Linked DNA regions of Ovis aries: region 2 is linked to region 1. The links are chromatin contacts, called in public Hi-C maps. All regions are on one chromosome and are shown on one strand. The core of a region is the stretch at or near the end of the contact, and the rest is flanking DNA. Distances in the headings are between cores, read along the strand shown. Region 1 has its middle 18 kb from the start of FRMD1. Region 2 has its middle 16 kb from the start of DACT2.

Region 1 (6,094 bases), core at 1,897-4,396:
AGATGGACCTGGAACCACCGCTTGCCCAGGATGTCGGTGCAGGACCCACTCCTGTGGGGGGTGGGGGGTGGCCTCTCTCACTGTCCTCCCTGGGTCTGAGCACAGGAGATGCCCGAAGGCTATTTCAGGGCCTCAGAGAGGAACCCAGAGACACCCTCTTGTCCCATGTCCCCCTGGAGGCTGAGGGGCATCGCCTAGTCCAAATCTTGTAAACTTGGGGGAATCCAGTTATAAAGTTGGATTCCCAGGTGGTGTTGGTGGCACAAAACCCACCGGCCAGATGCAGGCGACGTGAGAGACACAATTTTGTTCCCTGGGTTGGAAAGATTCCCTGGAGGAGGGCATGGCAACCCACTCCAGTGTTCTTGCCTGGAGAATCCCATGGACAGAGGAGCCTGGCAGGCTACAGTCTGTGGGGTCGCAAAGAGTTGGACACGACTGAAGCAACATAACACAGTTATAAAAATATAGAAACAAAGTGAATGTATTTGGAAGGAGGAAAGGAATTTTACAAATCAGGAGAAGCATGGAGATGCCGGGCCTTCTCCTCTGAGATCTCTGTAAGTAATTTACCCAAAACGCCTTCTGGTTGCAAACACCCCGCCCCTGGGGTCCTTGACGGTGCCCAGCAGCGGCCAGCTCTCCTGGTGCTGAGTCTCATGCGCCTGCCTCTCTTGGACAGTCTGCTCCAGGTCCTGGGCTACAGCCCGAGCCCCAGGCAGCGCGCTGCACACCCGACCTCCTCCTCAGCCCCCGGAGGGTGGTGGGGTGGGGGCGCTGGGCTCCTGGGGGACAGTGATGAATGCTGTCACGGGTGCTGCCCAGGACACTCACATTAAAGCGCCCCTGAGAGGACCCCAGCACTTGACACTGAGTGGACGCTGGGCAAACTCCAGGCCAGTGTCCTCTATGGCCAGAGTGTGGCCTGCAGGGAGAGCCGACACCGCCTCAGTAATGTCTCTGATGCCATGGGCCTCAGTGAATCACGCTTGGAAACGTTCAGCATATTCTACTTAGAAAAGAGTTAAAACAAAGCAGGCGGAGCCCGGGGCGGCCTCGCCAGGTCTGTGGCTGCCAGAGACTCAGCATCACTGCAGGACTCGCCCTGATGGCTTGTGGCCGGCCGAGTGTGTGTGTCCCGTATCTCCCAGCTGGAGCCGCTTCACCGCCGGCAAGCTTTGCTTTTCAGTTCAGGCTGCGTGAGCTGTATCGTGATGCGTGCTGCTTTGCTCCTGAGACTGTGGGGCAGCAGCCAAGGAGATTACTGGGGATTTTTGATATCTCCTGCGTGCAAAAGAGCAGGAGAGAAAAGGAACAAGCCTGCCTGCTGTGTTCAGTAACTCAGTCGCTTTCTTTTATTCTCATTTGAAGGGAGCTTTTAGACAGAGCAATTAACATACTTCCCACAGGCGTGCAGTTTATGTCTTGATTGATGGACTTAAGGTGTTAAAAGAAAATCTCTAACGGTGGAAACACCATGGAGATACGGCACAAACTGCCACCTCCACCTGGAAAGTCAGTGCTTTTCCTGTGACAGGGCTGACCTCGCCCCGAGGGGAGGGAGCGTGTCCTCAGAGAAAGAGGGGCAGAGTGGTGATCAAGAGCAGCACACACGCGTGTGTGTGTGGGGGGGGAATGTGTGTGTCTGTGCCTCTGTGTGTGTGTGTCTGTGTGCGGGAATGTGTGTGTGTGTGTGTGTGTGTGTGTGTGTGTGGGAATGTGTGTGTCTGTGCATGTGTGTGTGTGTCTGTGTGCGGGAATGTGTGTGTCTGTGTGTGTGTGTGCGGGAATGTGTGTGTCTGTGCACGTGTGTGTGTGTGTGTGTGCGGGAATGTGTGTGTGTGTGTGTGTGTGTGTGTGTGTGTGGGAATGTGTGTGTCTGTGCATGTGTGTGTCTGTGTATCTGTGTGTGGGAATGTGTGTGTCTGTGCACGCGCGTGTGTGTGTGTGTGTGGGAATGTGTGTGTGTGTGTGTGTCTGTGTGCGGGAATGTGTGTGTGTGTGTGTGTGTCTGTGTGCGGGAATGTGTGTGCGTGTGTGTGTGTGTGTCTGTGTGCGGGAATGTGTGTGTCTGTGCACGTGTGTGTGTCTGTATGTGGGAATGTGTGTGTCTGTGTGTGTCTGTGTGTGTGTCTGTGTGCGGGAATGTGTGTGTGTGTGTGTGTGTCTGTGTGTGGGAATGTGTGTGTCTGTGCATGTGTGTGTGTGTCTGTGTGCGGGAATGTGTGTGTGTGTGTGTGTGTCTGTGTGTGGGAATGTGTGTGTCTGTGCATGTGTGTGTGTGTCTGTGTGCGGGAATGTGTGTGTCTGTGCACGTGTGTGTGTGTCTGTGTGTGGGGGTGTGTGTGTCTGTGTGTGTGTGTGTGTGTGTGTGTGTGTGTGTGTGCGGGAATGTGTGTGTCTGTGCGTGCGTGTGTGTGTGTCTGTGTGTGGGAATGTGTGTGTCTGTGTGTGTGTGTGTCTGTGTGTGGGAATGTGAGTGTCTGTGTGTGTGTGTGTCTGTGTGTGGGAATGTGTGTGCGTGTGTGTGTGTCTGTGTGCGGGAATGTGTGTGTCTGTGCGTGTGTGTGTGTGTGTGTGTGGGAATGTGTGTGTCTGTGCACGCGTGTGTGTCTGTCTGTGTGTGGGAATGTGTGTGTCTGTGCACGTGTGTGTGTCTGTGTGGGAATGTGTGTGTCTGTGTGTGTCTGTGTGTGTGTCTGTGTGCGGGAATGTGTGTGTGTGTGTCTGTGTGTGTATGTGTGTGTGTGCCTGTGTGTATGAGTGTGTATAGGTAACTTTCTGTGTGTGTGTCTCTATACATGTCTGTGTGTGTGTGTGTGTGTGTGTCCGTGGGATACCGCGGTCAGAGGCTCAGTAGTGCCTGGAAGACGAAGCGCCAGCTCACTCACGCTGCAGTCACACTGAGGGAAGGCCCGACGTGAAGTCCCAGGAAGACCCGAGAGGACAGGACTCAGACGCGCTGTAAACAAGAACGGCTCATCACCGTGACCGGGTCATCCCTCCCCCCTCACTCCAGCTGTCAGCGTTCACAACGGGGAAGGAACAAGTCTCACCCTGAAGCCACTTTTCAGAAACTGACCTCACACCACTGTCCTCTCAGCCCCAAAGAAAACTCGGAGCTGACTCCAGGCAAAGGGTCACTGATAGGCCCGTCCAGGGAGGTGGGGACCCAGGGTATTAGGGTGAGAGAAGCATGGTGCTGAGGGGGCCAGGACCGAGCAAGTAGGGGGCCAGGCTGGAGCTCCCCTTGACGCTCCTCTCTGGGGGCTCCGGGCCAGGCTGGGACTGGGGCTCGGTGGATCCTCCCCCTGGCTGCCTCAGGACAGGACCTTCCTCCACTGGACAGGCCCATGGCCCCTGAGAGGAGATACATTGTTCCCTCTGAGCAGAAACAGGCTGAGATCGGAGCCGAGATACCCAGCTGAGCACCGCCCTGGGGTGTAAGCTCGGCCGTTGGTCTGTCTCTGCAAAGGTCGGGGTCTTTCTATCACATCAGAGTCCTCAGCTGGGGCCTCAGAGAGCTGGGTGGGGGGACAGGGCGAGGGGAGGGCCCGAGCGTGCGTCCGCACCTGCCTGATAGTGTTTGAACTTCCTGGTTACTGAGATGAGGCTTCTTTTCTGATGAGGACGTCTACAGTTGAAGGATGTTGTCAAAGCAGAAGGCACTGGGTTTTCAGCCAGCATTGCCTGAAAGAGGCTTACCTGGCCCTGCCTGGCTCATCCCAGATTCTGAGACCTCGTGAATTCACAGGGAGAAGGCGTATGGCGGCTGCGGGGCACAAGACCCCCGTGGGCCAGGCCTCGCTGTGGGCCAGAGGAAGCCCGGGAGTCTTCACACCTACGCCCCTTCCTGAGCAGAGGCTACGGCTGTGCCGGAGGGTTAACCGCCTTTGTGCAGAGCTGTTGGGTTCATCAGACACAATAGACAGCTGGTTACTAGCCGGCTTCTCGTCTCTGGGCGGCTGACTCCCACGGCAAAGCCAGTCTATCTCTGCCTTGGCATCCCTTTCGAAAGGCCCCGGGGTTGGGTCTGCAGTCGCTGCTTTGCACCAAGGCGGGGCGCAAGCCCTGCTCTCACCGAGAGGAGCAGAGGTTTTGGCCGCGGAAGGCGGGGCTGCTCTGGCCGGCTGGAGGGTCTCCTGTGGGGTGAGTTTCCTGGGGGGCCGGGGAGGGGGTCTCTGCTCTGTGACCAGCTCCTCCCTCTGTCTGCAGCCACAGGGCTGCTCCTCAGGCAGGGCAGCCGGACATGTAACATAACGCAGGGACACCTCCAGCCGGTGGTGTTTCACGAGTTTGCAAATTTATTTCGTGCGGAGTTGGGTTGGGGGATGTTGGTCCACCTACAGGCTAACATTACCGCGATGAGCTTTGTAAATTTAACTAAGTTGGAGGGTGCCTGGAGGACTTCCTGGAGGAGAAAATGGCAGCCCAGTCCAGTATTCTTGCCTGGAACATTCCATGGACGGAGGAGCCTGTCGGGCTGCGGCCCCTGGGGTCCCCACTGGACAGCTGCACTTGCGTTCCTGCGTGGAGGAGCCCTGCTGCTGCCCAGGCTCCCGCTATCCCCCGTCCCCTGCCTCTGAAAGAGACCTCTCTCCTGGAGTTTTCCTGCCAGCTCTTACTCTTGGTAATCACAGCGGGCGATGCTGCCAGGCACCTCTGCGCTTCCCTGCCTTACCTGTCAAGGGCTGAGAGGGAGAGGCAGCCCCGAGCCCGGGGTGGGGGCCAAGCAGTGAGCAGAGGCTCGCCAGGGAGCGAGCGTGCAGGGACCCCCGTGCCTGAGCCAGAGGGCGCCGAGGGGACACGGGGGCGGAGTGCAGGAGGGGCCCCAGCCCCCGGGGAAGCTGGGAGCCGCGCCCAGGCTGTGACTGGTGCAGGTGAGTCAGCAAGACCCGGAGGAGAGGTGAGCTCCTGACGGAGAAGCGCAGGCGGCAGTCTCCGGGGTTGGGGGAACTGGGAGGGGCGCCGGGCTGGGAACACCCTGAGACGTTCGCGAGCGCGCACAGCCGCAAGGACATCGGACATCCGGACATCCGGGAGGAGCAGGGAGAAGCCCTGCAGAGAGGAGCATTTGCGTAAGGCCCAGGCCATGTTTCCGGAAGGGACGCTTTCACTTAGTCATGATCGCCCTGGAGCAAAAACTGTCCTGTGACTCACCTGCAGGCTGACCCCAGACCTGCAGGGGCCGCAGGGCCGAGAGGGAGATTCGGAAAGCAAGCTCTTGTGGACACTCGCCCGCCAGTGGCCACACTGAAAGAGGACTTTTTGCTGCTCATTCAAGATGGTTTCAGTCCCTCAAGCCAGACTTGTCCAGTGGTGTAATATTCTTCCCCAAGAACCACCCTGAGAGGCTGAGGAATGAGGCTAGAAGTGATGTCATAAAGTTTAGACTGGAGACATTAGGAGGTGAATCTCAGGATGCCTGGGGGACATTTTCCTTGAATTCATGCAGTCCAGACAGACCCAGGACGTGGGCACTGACCAGGTGACGAAGCCTCCAGGATACAGGACTGTGATGAACGTGTCACCAGTCAGAGGACTCGCCCTGCGCCTGACTAGGACATCAGACAGGAAACGCAGCAAACATCTGTGGTCACCACAAGGCTGCAGGCTGCCTGCCACCTCATCCACATCCCCTTCCCCGTGGTCTCTGCGGGGCCCAGGAGGCCTCCATGTCCACCCCGTGCAGGTAGCCATGGCTTCTCCCCTGGAATGCCCCTCTTCCTCCTTACGCTCTAGAAACTTCCACCATCTTTCCAGACCCACCTCTTTCCAGGTCCTCGCCTCCCACCCTTCCCCATACCCCGCATCCTGCCCATGCCTTTGGAGTCCCCAGTCTTTCCCAGTCTACAGGGCAAGGTATGTCCCTCTTCAGCCTCAGCTACCGTGGGGGAAAACGACGGACCTGAGAGCCAGGCAGCAGCCCTCCCTTCCTGCGGGACCTCAGCCCCGTGGGGCTGCTGCTTCTCCTCTGCCCTCCAGGCTGTCTGTTCGCGCAGGCGGAGACCTCCTCCCACTCCCGACATCCTTCGTGCATTTTCCCTTCTCTTTCTTTTATTTCGTGTTTTTTTGTTAAAAGTTCACCGGTGAG
Region 2 (6,094 bases), core at 2,327-4,826, 81 kb before region 1:
GAGCCTCCCCCCAAAGTGGGGCCCCTGCAGCGGAGGACAGGGAGCCCCCTCCATCCCAGGAGACCCCGGGGTGTGACCCTCTGGCCTGTTAAGCCAGCTTTTGTGCCAGAACTCCAGCCAAGAGGCTGGAACTCGTCCTACAGTGCCCTCGAAGGTCCTGGGAGCCAACAGGAGCAGACAGGAGCCTCCCCTGGAAGGACAGGCTCCCATCTCAGCCCTTTCCTCAAAGATCACAGAGACGGACGTTCAGGTCAACAGTCGCTGAGCACATGGGCAAGCAGCTCACCTGGTGCCATCCAAGGACAGGGTCGCCCCACAAAGAGACAGATGCCGAGAGGAAGGAGGTGCGATTTTAAGAAGTGGTTTTTGTTTTAAGAAATGAAAGATGGAGAACGTGAGGAAAGAAAATACAACTGTCAGAACTGACAGGTTGGATTTTCACAAGAACCAAAGAAAACACCCAGAGTGTAATACGTGCCTGAAACTAGCAATTGAAGGGACAGTTTGAACAGCGTGTCAGGTGCGTGGAGAATGACTTGATGAGCTCAGAATCACCTTCGCAGGTACACTGGGCACCGCTTCAGGTAACGTCTCAAGTCACAAAAAGACGAATACACTGGGCTACATTAAACAAATAGCTTCTGCTTCTCAAAATACAGTGTGCAGAGACGGGAAACCCAGCCACAAACCTGAGGTTCTCTGCAACCCACATACAACTCAAGGTTGGCCACCAGAACAGAGAAAGACCTGGGACATCAAATAGACAAAGCCGAGCAACCCTCAGAGACACGGGTGAGAGACAGGAGGCGTGTTGCAGAGCCTGAAGATCCGAAGTGTTATTGAGAGAAACTTCACCCACTATTAACCAGAGAGACGCAGTTCAAACCACAATAAAACAAAACACCACACTCAGCAAAATGGCAAAAGTGAGTATGCTGGGGATGACCCCTGCCTGACCACAGACCCCTCCCTGCCTGCAGGTGAGGTGGGAGGGGGTCCCACACGTGGGAATAACCTGCCACACGGGTCGTGGGCGCTGGACGCCCGCTGCCAACCCTGCATCTGAGCAAAGCTCTTGCAGACACACCCAGAAGGCAGACATGAGACGTTTCAAAGCAACATTGTCATGCGAGGGGTGTACGTGGAATGGATAAATAAACTGTGGCTCGTCACAGAGTGAACCGCAGCTGTGTGGGGCGGCACAGGGGCCCCGACAGGATTTGGGCGGAGACCCGCCATCGCAGAACCGTGAAATCCGAAGTGTGTCCGACTCTTTGCAACCCCACGGACTGCAGCCCGCCAGGCTCCTCCGTCCATGGGGTTCTCCAGGCAAGAGCACTGGAGTGGGCTGCCATTTCCTCCTCCAGGGGATCTTCCTGGCCCAGGGATTGAACCCAGGTCTCCCACACTGCAGGCAGACACTTGCCCATCTGAGCCAGCAGGGAAGCCCCCTGAGCCACAGTCGTGGCCTTTACGATGCTCCAAGGGCGTCGCCTGTGTTAGCCCCTGCTCAGCGCTGCTCTGAGAGGCACAGGCAGGGTGTTTGTCACCTGCCTCCAGACGTGCTCACACCCCCGTGTCTCCTCCCCCAGGAGCCAGCCCTGCCCCCACCACCCCACTCCCCTCCCTTCACGTCCGACCCACAGATAGACTAGCGGCCTTCCGTCTGCAGCCAGGACAGGCCTGGGTGATGGGGAAGCAGACGTTGCCAAGGTGAAGATGACCCAGGGGAGCCCAGGATGTGGCTTAAGCTGCCCCTCCCGGGGCGTCTCGGTCATGAGGATTGACCTCCGGCCCAGAAATCGCATTTTGAACACGTCTCCTGGCTTGCGCCCCTGCAGCCGCTCGGAGGCTCCAGAACTCAGAAGCGCTGACCCGGAAGCTGTGGCTGGAGGTGAAGGGCTTCCTTTCCCAGCCTCTCAGGGCTCGTCTGCCCCCTCTCCTTCGGGAACTGAACACCACTCCTGGCCATCTGCTTCCCTGGTGGCTCAGACGGTAACGCGTCTGCCTGCAGTGCGGGAGACCTGGGTCCCTGGGTCGGAAAGATCCCCTGGAGGAGGAAATGGCAACCCACTCCAGTACTCTTGCCTGGAGAATCCCATGGACAGAGGAGCCTCGTAGGCTACAGTCCATGGGGTTGCAAAGAGTCAGACACGACTGAGCAACTTCGCTTTCTCTCTTTCCTGACCACGTGCCACAGGCGGGGGAGCTGAGCGCCCAGGCAACCGCTCCGACCCCGAGGCGTTAAGTGGTAGTCACTCAGTCGTGTCCGACTCTGCGACCCTCATGGACTGTAACCCTCCAGGCTCCTCTGCCCACGGGATTTCCCAGGCAAGGATACTGGAGCGGGTCGCCATTCCCTTCTCCAGGGGAGATTCCCAACCCACATACCCAACCTGCGCCTCCTGCTTTGCCGGCAGATGCTTTACCGCCTGAGCCACCAGGGAAGCAGGGCCCTAACCTGGGAGAACCTGAAGCCCGGCGCAGAGGTGGGGCCGGCGGGGCCCCAGGGCAGCCCCCCAGCACTGGGGACCCCAGGGCGCAGGCAGCGTACGGCCGCACCCTCCCCAGGGCCCCTCCTGGGATGGGCTCCGCAGTCACCAGTGTCTATGCCCCCGAGGGGGGTCCCCCGCCTGTCCACGCCCCCGGGGAGGGGTCCCCCGCCTGCTCACGCCCCCCTGCCTGCTCACACCCCTGGGGAGGGTTCCCCCTTTTGCTCACGCCCCCCCTCCCCCATCTGCTCATGCCCCCCCGCCCCCCCCCCCCGCCTACTCACGCACCCCTCCTGCCTGCTCACACCCCCGGGGAGGGGTCCTCTGTCTGCTCAGAAGGACACAGGTCTGGGTTCTCGGGTCCCTGAGCCCAGGTGAGCCTGACCTGCCTGATCCTCTGGTGGCTGGAGGGCCGCTGGGCTGCCTGGACCCCCCAGGGGCCTGCCCTCTGCTTGGTGGGCGCCCCCTCCCCCCCACGAAGCCTCCTGGGGGACCGGACGTCTGGTCAACGTCTCCACAGGAGGGATCAGGTTGCTCAGCCCTGCGCCCCCAGCCACACCTTCCCCCCCCCCCGCACCCCCGCCCCCCGACCCTCAGGGAGACCGACGTCAGCCACACCCACTCCCTCCTCCGCGTCTCCAGCTGCACACCTGCTGCCGGCACAGGCCCGCCCTGCCCGGAAGGCCACCCTTATCCACCCTTCCAGACTGAGGTGTCTGGACACTTCCTCCTTCCTCCAGCCCCGTCCGCACACAGAGCTTTTCTGCAGGCCCCGCAGTTCCGTGCCGAGGCTTCCTCCTCCCTTGAAGGCACCCACGAGGGTCTCCAGGCCCCAGAGCGCGTACTGGGGCCCGGCCTGGATGCGGCGCTGCAGAGGCGGGCCCAGCAGCTCAGGAGCAGGCAGAAGCCCTGGCCGCTCTTCCTGGGGCTTCTCGCCTCGGCGTCGGAGGTCACGGCCGCTGCTCCAGGGGCCCGTCATGACCCCTATTTTCAGAAGGTAACCCAGATAAGGAGTTATTCTAAGCCCTTTGTTCGGTTCCAGTCTTCCCCGCAGGCTCAGCGCTCACTCCCGTGTCTTCCCGGGGAAGGAGGATCCAGTCTGTCAAACCCGCAGGCAGGGCCCGCCGCTGCCCCGGAGGCTGTGCAGGGCGCCTTCCGCCCCGCACCCTCGGGCTCCGGCCCCGGCTGGCCCTTCCTCACCCCATGTCTCCCAAGGTGGGCTCATGGAGCCGCTCACGGAGTCACCCAAAGCCTCCTCTCTAAGATCCTTCTGCTCAAATCAACTCCCGATAAATCCCGCCCGGCTTCCGCAAACCCCATAGCCTGTGTTCTGAACGTGTGGATCCCGTGGCCTCCACTGACTACACAGCTCCTGTTAGGTTTTCCTGTGTGTCTTCGCCTGTATTTGTGAGATACCTTGTTAAAAGTGCGGGTCTGGTGACTGGCAGAGAGTAAATGTTCCAATGACAGTTGGTATCATTTCTCTTACCATCTAGATTTTTCATCCTCTCAAGGACAGTAAAACCACCCTGTGTTGTTTTAACCCAACAGGTTAAAACTGACTCTGACAGTTACTGAGTGGTTGCAAAGTGGAAGGGCCTCCTGTCTATTAAGTCACGTACAGCCGCTCCACGAGGCGTTGAGGACCCAACATCCCACCAGCAGAGAACTTAGCAGCAGTGACTGTGGCCCATTCAGGGCCTCTGGCTGGTTCCTGACTCCACTGCTGGCTCCTTCCAACAGTTTCTGCACGTTCTTGGTGAGGGAGGGAGCAAGCAGTCCGCCGTCGGCAGGGACCGCCCGTCGCCCACGTGGTCTTCTGCAGTTGCCTGGGGCTCGAATGTTGCCATCGCTGGCAGGCGTGGTGCTGAGGTGACGGGGCGCAGAGCTGTCGTAAATCAGGGTGCACGGGCTCTGCTCTGGCCTGTTCCTCAGACCGACGATCAACAGCTTCATCTTGAAACAGAGCCATGAGCCATGACAATGGAAACGCCCTCTGAGGAGGACCTGCCCAGAGTTTCATATTTTACTTGATGAATAAAATCACACACCCTTTGCTAGAAAGCCTCTGGGTGCTTACACAACATTTTAAGACCGAAACTGATAAATTCACTGGCGTTGAACTGCCCACTAAGTCAGCCAGCCTAGGAGCTGATTCTCGTCTCCCAGCAAGGTGCTCTGGGCATCTGGTCGGCAATGCCCAGGGTCACCATGGGCATGGAGCGGACACGTGAGCAGCTCCCTGGGTAAACACAGATCCGCCCCCTCCGCCCAAGGCCCGTGGGGGTCACCGGGCGGCTTGGAGCTGAGAGGCAGGGATGGGACTCGTGAACTGGCTTCTAAGCCCAGGCAGAGACCCTGACAGGGGCTCGCCCACCCCCGCACCCCTGCAGCGTCACCTGAAGGACCGCAGACGAGGGCGGTTCACAGGCTCTGCCTGCTCAGCAGCCTGATTAAGCTGGCTGAGGAAGAGGGTGGCCCGCATCAGCGGTTTCTGGAAGTGTCCCGGGAAATTCCACACACAGTCAGTAGGACAAGCCCTGGAGAAGTGAAGCGAGCTGTGAGGAGCTCTTCTCCCACAGAAGCAGTGGGAGCCATGAGGCTCGGCTGGGCCTGGCCTGAGAGATGCCCCATCTCATTGGGGTACCAAGCAGAGCACCCAGGGTTTCCCCACAGAGAGTCCTGGGGTCCCAGCCGGTGTCGTCCCCACAATTCTCAGCCACCTGTTTATTGAGAAGGTGGAAGTCCTGCGTTCGGTCCAGTGACTCTGACCAGGAGGTCTGACTCCCGAGCCCGCAGTTCACACTGCAGTGACCCCGTCCCCCACACTGACTCTGGGGTCAGACACAGGTGGCGATGCGTCAGGGCTGACACGGGCCTGGAGTCCGTCACTGAGGGTCAGTGTCTTCGGGGTGTCCAGGGAGGGCCAGTGGGCACTCCTGGGTGCCTCGCAGCAACAAGCAGACGGAGGTTTACGAAGCGCAGCGCTTGGTGCATAGCTGTTTGGTTGCTAAGTCACGTCCGACTCTTCTCGACCCCATGGCCTGTAGCTCACCAAGTACTCAGTAAATGTGCAATAAATTAAGAGAGAAACACAGCCTAAAAGTTAGGAGACTATGGGCAGAATTTCCCTTCCTTTAGTTCCCTGCTCTTCCGGATTATCTGATTAATTCTTTAATATTTATATGTAGCTGACTTCATAACGTTATGATTTTTTTAAATAATGAAGTTTTTGAAAATAATAACACTTGATTTAGCCAGATGGTGTGGCCAAAGCCTTGTCTCCACGCAGCACAGACTTTCTGACCGGCGATGCTTTCACTCGCTCTGTCTGTCTCTGACCTAAAGACACACAGACGGAGCTGAACAGATGCGCGGCTGCCGTGGAGCAGGTCACAGCAAGCGTGTGGCGAGATCCAGGCCCTGATCTAACAGAGAGCACCCCATAAGCCTCCGCCAACCAGGGGAGAGCCACCTCGAGACACAGACACCAAGGCTGTGGACAGGGCGGGCCCAGGAGAGGGGTGGTCCAGCCTGCTGGGAGGGGCAGTCAGGCGAAGGGCCCAGTGTGGGGGGAGGGGGCTGGGGCAGCGTGAGCCCCC

Evidence for each region. A called contact is a pair of places that touch in the nucleus more often than the background predicts.
Region 2: a contact with region 1 is called in a Hi-C map of mesenteric adipose tissue, with 2.6 times the contacts expected there. The contact joins two enhancer-like sites. A contact is called at or near these places in 6 of 16 Hi-C or Micro-C datasets (hypothalamus, liver, mesenteric adipose tissue and 2 more).

What each region holds. Positions count from the first base shown.
Region 1 is chr8:90,171,058-90,177,151 of ARS-UI_Ramb_v3.0, reverse strand. No RefSeq gene overlaps it. Among named protein-coding and RNA genes, the nearest start is that of FRMD1, 18 kb to the right of the region's middle. Within about 2 kb of position 3,146, at least 1 of the 54 cell types and tissues checked has an H3K27ac peak or open chromatin away from gene starts, as enhancers often do.
Region 2 is chr8:90,252,228-90,258,321 of ARS-UI_Ramb_v3.0, reverse strand. No RefSeq gene overlaps it. Among named protein-coding and RNA genes, the nearest start is that of DACT2, 16 kb to the right of the region's middle. Within about 2 kb of position 3,576, at least 3 of the 54 cell types and tissues checked have an H3K27ac peak or open chromatin away from gene starts, as enhancers often do.